Regions from separate parts of the Mus musculus genome. Here region 1 is linked to region 2. A link is a contact called in public Hi-C data. All regions are on one chromosome and are shown on one strand. Each heading gives the region's core, a stretch centred on a gene start, on an enhancer-like site or on the middle of the called end of the contact. The rest is flanking DNA. Distances are from core to core; before and after follow the strand shown. Region 1 overlaps Thsd4 (thrombospondin, type I, domain containing 4). Region 2 holds the start of Celf6 (CUGBP, Elav-like family member 6).

Evidence for each region. A called contact is a pair of places that touch in the nucleus more often than the background predicts.
Region 1: a Hi-C map of the N1E-115 cell line shows a contact between it and region 2, with 4 times the contacts expected there. The contact joins the enhancer-like site here to the promoter of Celf6 in region 2. A contact is called at or near these places in 1 of 39 promoter capture datasets (liver), 3 of 484 Hi-C or Micro-C datasets (the N1E-115 cell line, embryonic stem cells and pro-B cells) and 1 of 115 datasets of contacts at active chromatin or transcription factors (microglia).

The regions. Positions count from the first base shown.
Region 1 is chr9:59,963,231-59,967,603 of GRCm38.p6, reverse strand. It overlaps Thsd4 (thrombospondin, type I, domain containing 4), which reads left to right. Exons shown (of 18, transcript NM_001040426.3): 18 at 1-673. Among named protein-coding and RNA genes, the nearest start is that of Gm7616, 14 kb to the right of the region's middle. Within about 2 kb of position 3,078, at least 15 of the 459 cell types and tissues checked have an H3K27ac peak or open chromatin away from gene starts, as enhancers often do. A contact at or near this core is called in the N1E-115 cell line, where this site is marked.
Region 2 is chr9:59,576,066-59,580,536 of GRCm38.p6, reverse strand. It overlaps Celf6 (CUGBP, Elav-like family member 6), which reads right to left and starts at 2,200. Exons shown (of 12, transcript NM_175235.3): 1 at 1,898-2,200. The coding sequence starts at 2,159.

The sequences.
Region 1 (4,373 bases), core at 1,829-4,328, 390 kb before region 2:
TATTTACATATGCCATCCACATTTACATAAAATTGTTTGATTGGCCAAGCCAGCTTCCTGGCACATTGCTGCACCACAGTGTCTTATTCTATGTCAATCCTTACAGTTGTTTATATGGTAATTGGCCAAACTTTTGGGGGTTTAAAACAAAATATAACTAACTCCGCTTTTGACGTATTCAGGGGCTCTCCCCCTGGTATTGTGCCTGACTAAGCCTGCCACCTTTCTGTCTTAAATATACTTTCTCATATGATCTGCCCTCTCCTCACACCCAAACACTTGGAGAAGGAAAGGTGACTAGCCCTTCTCGTCCCTTCTCAGTGTGGCTGGCCGTTAGCTTCACCCACCTCATTGCTCAGGTCAGAGCTGTGGACGCCTTGGGCTGAGGGACTGGGAGAGGCTTGGGGGCACACAGCAACCCCAGGGTCCCTGCTGGGGACTGTGGGGGCCAGGGCCTTGAGGATGACCAGTGAACTGCAGAATTAAAACTGAGAAACCCGAGGACACCGCCAGTTCCGTGTCTCCTCTGCAGGCTTAAGTTATTATGGGAGGGGGGAGGCAGGTAGACGGTGAATTATATGAGCAAATATGAGCTGGTTTCCAGCACTATTTTGTGTACAACTAATTTATTTTCATTGTAAAAATATAATAAAGTGGTTAAAAGATCTGCTTAGTTAGCTGTCTGTGTTCTTGCTTGTCTTGGTCACCATTCCGTCGCTGGGAAGTGATCAAGGTAACTCTTATATAAGGAAAGCATTTAGCTGAGGACTAGCTCAGTTTCAGAGGCTTCGTCCATTATCACCATGGTGGGGAGCATGACAGCTATATCCTGATCTGTAGGCAGAGAGAGGAGACAGACAGACAGACAGACTGGGCCTATCATGCTCTTTTTAAACCTTAAAGCTCACCCCCAGTGACACATTTCCTTCAACAAGGCAAACCTACTCCAACAAGGTCACACCTCCTAACCCTTCTCAAATAGGGCCACTCCCTGGTGACTAACCATTCAAATGTACAAGTCTATGGGGGCCGCTCTTACTCAAACCACCACATTGCTCTATTCAGCTGTGTGAAATTTTCCCAGAGAGGTGAACAAGTAGCCTCCAACCTCAGAGAGAGCACTAAGAAACTAGAAGAACAATTCCATTCAAGTCTAACTTAGTGAGTCAATGAAATTAATAAATTAACCACTGAAGAAAATGGCTCTGACCCCAGCGATGGCTGCATATCCAAGAGAAGGGGAACTCGGCACCTCCCCCTCCACAGCAGACGTTACTGGGCACCATCTTGCACAGATAGCTCTCTTATGGATAATCAAAGCTACTGAGTTCAAGAGGGTAACTAACATCCATAAACCCAAAGGACAGGCATTCAACAAGGATGTTTCTTCTAGCTCCATTCTGCCGCAGTAACAAATGACCCAGAGTAACCTGGGGATGGTATCTGGTTTTCGCTTCCAGGTCACAGGCTATCACGGAGGGGAAGTGAGGGCAGTGCTGCTAGATGGTTGGCTCACTGTCTCATGCTCAGTTAGCTTTCTTACACGGCCCAGGGACACAGTGGGCTGCCCACAGTGAGCTTGCCTTCCCGAGATCAATCATCAATCGAAAGTAGCCACAAGCCAATCTGATCTGGACAGTCTGCTGAGGCTCCCTCATGTGTCTCTAGGCTGTGTCGAGCTGACAGCTGGAGCTAAGAGAATGGCTTTTCTACATGACTTCCAAAATGCCTCCCAAGAGGAGAATTGAGCCCTGTAGGGGGCGGGGTGGGGTGGGGTGGGGGAGTTGGAATACTAAATACTTTTCCTGTTGCCGTGATTTAATGCTATGGCAGAGGCAATTTATATAACAGTTGATTTTGGCTTACTGTTCCAGAGAGCTAAGAGCCCATCACAGCAAGGCAGTAAGTGCCAGGAGTGGTGGCAGGGGCAGATCAAAGCTTTACCTGCAAGCAGGAAGCAGAGAAAATGACCTGCAAATAGAGAGGGGCTTTAAATTCTCAAAGCCGGCCTCCAGTGAAGTACTTCCTCCAGTACAGAAGGGCCACACCTTCTAAACAGCACCAACAACTGGGAATTGAGTGTTTAGAAGCGGGTAGGGGGTAACTTCTCATTCCGACTACAACTACTGGTGGCTCAGACCTTGAACTTGAATACCACTCAGGTGAGAGACAATCTGGAAGCACAATACACAAGCTGCCTATAACAGAGCCTTCGCCTGCTGGTTCTGCAGGACATCACCTTATCTGAATTGGATGAGTAGCATGGAGGAAATACACTACAGAAGTAACTCGGTCACACTGCAGAAAAGGCCACAGTGAAACCCCAGCTCCCCGTCAACTGACTTCACCTTGGTCTCAATGAGTCAGATCATCTTGATTCCTGATAAAGCCAATCATGCCGGGTACCGCTGGCGACTGTCCCTAGCTAGAGTCCTTAGGGAGTGGTCCAGCTCAGATCGGTTTCTGACTCTGCCCTGCTTTTCGTCAGCGCCCCTTAGAAACGGTATTTGGCCTAAGTTGCTCCCTTCCTTCCCTTATATTCATCCTTTCTAACTGGAAAACTTCACTTTCACCTAATTCACTTAACATAAAATGTTTCATGATGATTACATCAAGTACACAATTAGGTGTCATTTCCAACATTCCTTGCATTGTACAGCCACTATGTCATTCATTCTTCCAAATCAGGGGTGATATGTTTTGTAAAATGCACTATGATATGGCGGGAGGGCGTGCTTTAGCAGGCCCAAGTGAGACCCCCACCCCAACCCTGGCCCCTTTAAGGTACCAGCCATACGATGGGTCTAGGATAAAATGAAGTATATTTTGGGACATGAGAAGGATAAGAAGGGAGGTTGAGAAGGGAGTAGAAGCAGAGAAAGAGAAGGAACAGAGAAGGACAGAGAGGGGTGTCAAATAGTCCTTTTATAGCAAGCCAGGCTCCTACCTTGCTGTTGCTAGGTAACTGTTGGGTGGAGCCTAGAAGAAATGTGAGCAAGGAGTCTATTCCAGACAACACTCGGAACACTCTTACACCACCCTCCACCCCCACACTGAGGCTCAAACCTGGGCCTTGGAGTCGTGCCACACATGTGGCAAGCGCTACCACAGGGCTGTGCTCCCAGACCTGAACTCTCTTACCATCTTACCCTCACTGCAAACCTGTAACACTGGGAAACTGATGGAGAGCTGTTAGCACACTGTACTGGCTAATTTTGTGTCAACTTGACACAGGCTGGGGTTATCACAGAGAAAGGAGCTTCAGTTGGGGAAGTGCCTCCATGAGATCCAGCTGTAAGGCATTTTCTCAATTAGTGATCAAGGGGGAAGGTCCCTTGTGGGTGGAACCATCTCTGGGCTGGCAGTCTTGGGTTCTATAAGAGAGCAAGCTGAGCAAGCCAGGGGAAGCAAGCCAGTAAGGAACATCCCTCCATGGCCTCTGCATCAGCTCCTGCTTCCTGACCTGCTTCAGTTCCAGTCCTGACTTCCTTTGGTGATCAACAGCAATGTGGAAAATGTAAGCTGAATAAACCCTTTCCTCTCCAACTTGCTTCTTGGTCATGATGTTTGTGCAGGAATAGAAACCCTCACTAAGACACACACCAACCTGGCTAACAGCAGTAACGCTAGGATTCTGCAGCCTCCCCTTCAGCCTGGAGTCCATTCCATCTCCATCTGCCAGGACATGTTGTATGGTCTCAACGTGTCTTCCTGCATACCAACTCCAGCCAATCCACACTGGTTTTCCAAAGCCAGGCACAGCTCCTTACCTAAGCTCAAAAATGTCCGCTTTCACCTTGAGCTGCACCTGGAAAGGTACACAGCCCACCTCCCGAGGGAAGCAAGGAGCCCGCTCTGCACTGAGAGTCAGACCCCAGCTGGGAACCAACCCTATCACTGGTTCCAGAGAACCCATGTCACAAAGATTTACTGAGTAGGAAAGATCTCCAAAGATCATAACCAAGATGGGGCTGCTCCTGGTGGGGAGGCTGTCTTCAACTGTCAGACATTTCTGGGGCCATTAGGGACCAACAAGAGCCTGGATAGGTGACCCTGCACAGGCATTCAGGGAAGTGATAAAGGAGTCAGACTTGGTTCAAAATAAAATGCCCCAGTCCTGGGGAGATGGTAAGGGTGACAAAATGCTTTTAGCTCACACACATGAGGACCTTAGTTCAATCCCCAGAAGACTGGTTTAAAAAAAAAAAAAAAGTCAATCAAGGGGATGGAGAATAACAGAATCATGAGAGAGACCTGCCAGCCCCAGTGCTGATGTAGGAGGTGAGAGGTGAAGGATTCAAGAGGTGTGGGTGGAGCCAACTCCTTGAAAGCTCATAGATGATGCTGTGACTGACCGTGAAAAGTGAGGCACT
Region 2 (4,471 bases), core at 951-3,450:
TTGGAGAGGCATAGAGTGAATGGAGGACTAAATCACTGACCCCTGGGTTTCACATACATTACTGTTCTGCCACTAAACCATAACATGTCCTCACACTGGAAGGGGAGCTTTAGAAAAAGCTTTGGGGACCAGGTGCTACCAAAAAGAGCCCATGGAGATTGCTTGGGTTAGAGGGTAGAAGGCTGGAAGGATGGAGATACAGGGAAGTATGGCCACAGGGGCAGATGAGTAAGAGGTGAGCAGGAGGGATTAGTGCTAAGTGAGAAAGGAAGACAGAGTGAGGGGACAGTTCAGACATGGAGTGCTTGAGTGAGAACTGCAGTGACTCCACGCACTTGCTTTACTCTACAGATCAACTACAAAGATGAGGTTTATGCTTACCCACTGAACTCACTGTCTAGGAAAAAAATGCCACAAATGACTGGGCATGAAGACAGCCAGTGGGTTAGACTGAATTCTAGGAAGTCTGGATGATGTGGCCTTGTCCTTATAGGACTTTAACATAACCTCTCCCACAAAAGGTGGAATCTGTACCCCTATTCAAAAGGCCTAGTTTTTTCATGGGCATGTTCTCAAAGCCCTCTACTTTAGTATGCCAAGGAATGCCCTGGGGTCTCCCAGCTTGAAAAAGGTATCAGTCTGATGTTAGCTCACAGGCCTTTAGAATGGACCTGCCCTCTAGGACCTGTTATTTCTCTCTTAGGAAGATTATGGAGGGTAATTGGTCACCCTTCCCCCACAAAAATCCCGAAACCGCATTATTTCCCAGTGGGAAAATGAAGATGTGTCTCCTCAAATAATCATGATATGATTCTGGCTCTGTTATTCCAGCTCAGCCTGGACAGACTTTTCTGCGTGTAAACAAGTCTCCTCCCTTCTCTACAGGAAGAAAGGGGTGTGGCTGGAGAGGACCATGGTGCCTCTGTCTTCCTAGGAAGGGCAATGAGAAGAGCCCCCCATCCCCATCTTCCTCACTTAGATTGATCCACCCTGAGAGTGCGCTGGTCTGGGACCAGCTGGCAAAGAAAGGAAAACAGGAAGCCATCAAGAGGATTGAGAGGAAGCAGAGATGCACAGGAGTGGGGATTAGAGGGGGTGGGGGAGTGTATTCACACAGGGGAAAACCAAAGAGGAAGGGTACACAGGCAGGTGTATGTTCCCAGCTGAGGTTAGGATTCTGGATTCAAATCAGAAGAGGTAAAGAGCATTGGGTTCTGGAAAAATGTATGGAATATTGGGTTATTGTCAAATGTGAGAAGGCATTTATCTCTGAGAGCCTCCTGGGGGTGGGGTGAATTGGACTGTATATATTAGGTCTGAATTCTAAAGAGGAGAATTTGGGTATGGGGTATTTAAGGCTGTCAGACCCAAAAGTCAAATGGAGGCCCTAGGGGTTGGTTTGTTGTTGGAGGCCAGGAGGAGTGCAAATCCAAGATGTGTGTGCGGTGAGGCCTGAATAGGGTGGCACCAGAGAGAGAAAGTGCTCAGGAAAACCATGGGTCCAGGGGTCAGGAGATCGGGGGCTCCAGAGCTGGAAGGTAGAATAAGTTTCCAAATTCCAGGGTTTGGGGTGTCTGGTGGAAGGGATGGTGGAGAGATTAAGCAGGGAGGTGGGGATGACTGGGATGTGAGAAGTGACAAGGGATTTGGAGGTTAGAGTGAAGAACGTGTTAGGGAACCAGAGTGAAGTCAGAAGGATGCCACAGAGACAATTCTGGCTCTGGGGCTCTGTGGCCTGGGGAGGGAACAGAACTGAGGTGGGGCAGGTCCTGAACTGGAGTCGGGAAAGGTTCTAGTAGGGCTGGGGTTGGGCCTGCGTTTGGGGCCGGAGTTGGGTTGGGCTGCGCTCTAATTGGATTGGGGCTGGGCTGGGCTGGGCTGGGCTGACCCCGCGCACCTTTGTGGAGGCCGGTGAGCCGGTCCTTCAGCACCGTCAGCTCGTAGATGCGGCCGAACTCCTCGAACAGCGGCTTGAGGTCCTGCTCGTCCAAGCCCCGCGGGATCTGCCCCACGAAGAGCTTGATGGCGTCGTGGTCCTTCATGGGCACCGCGGGACCTGGGTTCAGCCCGCTCATGCCGCCGCCGCTGTCCGCGGTGCTGAAAGCCAAGCGCGGGCTGGGGCCGGCGGGCGGCGCAGACCCTCCAGGCGCCGCGGCCATGTCCCCGCCCCGTCCGCCCTCCCGAGCGTCCCGCCTGTCCCGCCGTCCCTTCCCTGGACTGCTGGCGAGGGCCTGGGGGAGGGGGCGGGGCCCGCCTACGAGGACGGGGGGCTGCCCAGGGGGCGGGGCCCAGCCGAGAGCGAGGGGCGGGGCGGACTGAAAATGGGCGTGGTCGAGGGCGGGGCGCCTGAGTCCGGCTGGAGTCCCCCTCAGAGCTCTCCCTGGCGCGCCAAGCCCAGCCCCGAGCCCCAGCCCCCGAGCTTAGTGACGTCAGACAGCTAGCAGGGAGCGTCTACGCAAGTGATTTGCATAATGAGATAGCGGTGGCCAATCAGAGAAGGAGTTGGCTGAGCTGGAGCGCGGGGCGAGAAGGGCGGCTGGGCTCACGCGCTCCAGCTCTCCATGGCAACCGGACCCTCAGCTGCCCTGTGTGTGGAGGGTGTGCGGGCGTGGCAGTGGATGGGAAGTAGCTTCGTCATGCGTGGCGCTGTCTGCTGGAGTCGGAGATGATCTCTCCCTACACACCTCCAACAGCCGGACCGTTTTCTGTGGGTCAGATAGGGTTTCCACCTCTCTATCCCTACTACCGAAGCCAGTCTTGCGGAGCGCATCCTTCTAGGCTCCATCGCACACCTCTCCTATATCTTCAACCTCTCTTTGCTCCTGAGACTCAAACACACTCTCGTCTCTTGTATTCTAAAATAAGCCCCAAGCACTGATTTCTTCCTCAGGAGAGCGAAAGAACTTATATTATCATATTTACTCAGAGCTTCTGCCTGGTTCCTCCCTATTCTGTGACTCAGGAGTGTTATCTTCTTTTCCTGAAAAGGATGCTGTGGGTCAAAGAAGTTAGGGCGTAAGGCAAAAGAAGAAACGGAAATTGATACATCGCGTGTGTTAATATCTTAAAAGCTATCGGACAAATCACAGCGCTTGAGTGTTTACCTCCCCATTCCCTCTTTCACAAGCGCACATTCATAAAGATGAAGGATTGGCGACATGGCTAAGCATATAAAGGCTCTTAATAAACAAGCTCGATGACCTGAGTTGGATACCCAGAACCTGCGTGGAAAAGCCAGGAGCAGAGCTTCGCATCTGTAATCCTAGTACTTCCGTGGCAACAAGAGGAAAAAAAAAAACAGGAGAGTCACAAGGGCCAGCTAGCAGAGGGACAGAAACAAGAGGGAGCCTCAACAATTTGGAATGAAAAAGCCACTCCTGATCTCAACAAGCTTGCCATGACTCATGTTTCTGCCCCTACTCATACAAATACACACATGCATACACATCACACACACACATCACATATGCATCACACACACCCCACACACAAATCACACCATACACACATACACACATCACAGAAACAAATTTATATTTTTTATTATTTTGTGTTTAAGTTTTGCCTGCATGCATGAATATATATGTATGTGCAGCACATGTATGCCTAGTGCCACTGGGGCCAGAAGACAGTGTCAGAGCCCCTAGAACTGGAGTTATGGAATTTAGGGGTTTTGTAAGCCTCCCTGTGGGTGCTGGGAATCAAACCCACGTCTTTTGCTGCTCTTAACTGCTGGGCTGGCCACTAACTAATTATGAGTTGAATAGGACCTTGAACTGCTGCTCTTTCTGCTTCCACTTCCGAGTTCTGAGGTCATGGGTGTGCACTCTCATGGTCATTTATGCATACCATCTTTAGTAGTTCGTTTGGGGGTACATCTACTTTTCAAATTGTGTTCTTACTGGTGGAGCAGCTTTTATTCTTTTCTTTGACAGGCTCTTGGGATATAGCCCAGGCTACCTTCAAACTCTGGGTTCTTTCTTGCTCCAGTTTCCCCAGTGCTAGGAGTGCAGGTGTGTGCTACCGTGCTCAGCCCTGAACTGATCCTTGCTAGGTAAGTTCTCTTCCGCTGAGGTGTTCCTCCAAGCACCATAGTTACATTTAAAGCAGGTAACTTTAAAAGTGGGCATAACTGGGTCTTTTAAAATTAAAAGTAGTTTTGTTTATTCTGTGACAAGTTGGAAATTAAATATCCTCAATGCTCCACTCTGTTATCTTTTGATACACTGTTGCTGTGGATGCTCAGCTTTGTTATCTTTTGCTACATTGCTATCTACTTTCCCCCCGGGTGTATATAAACTCCAGAGTCAGCTTGCCAATTCTCCTTGCACTACTTTGCTTTCTGTTGCCACAATGAGCACCATGATCACAAATAACTTCTGAAGAAAAAGGTTTATTTCAAGGTATAACTCCTAGGTCACAATCCATCCATCACTGAAGAAAGTAGGACCAGGAACCCTGGGAGAATGCC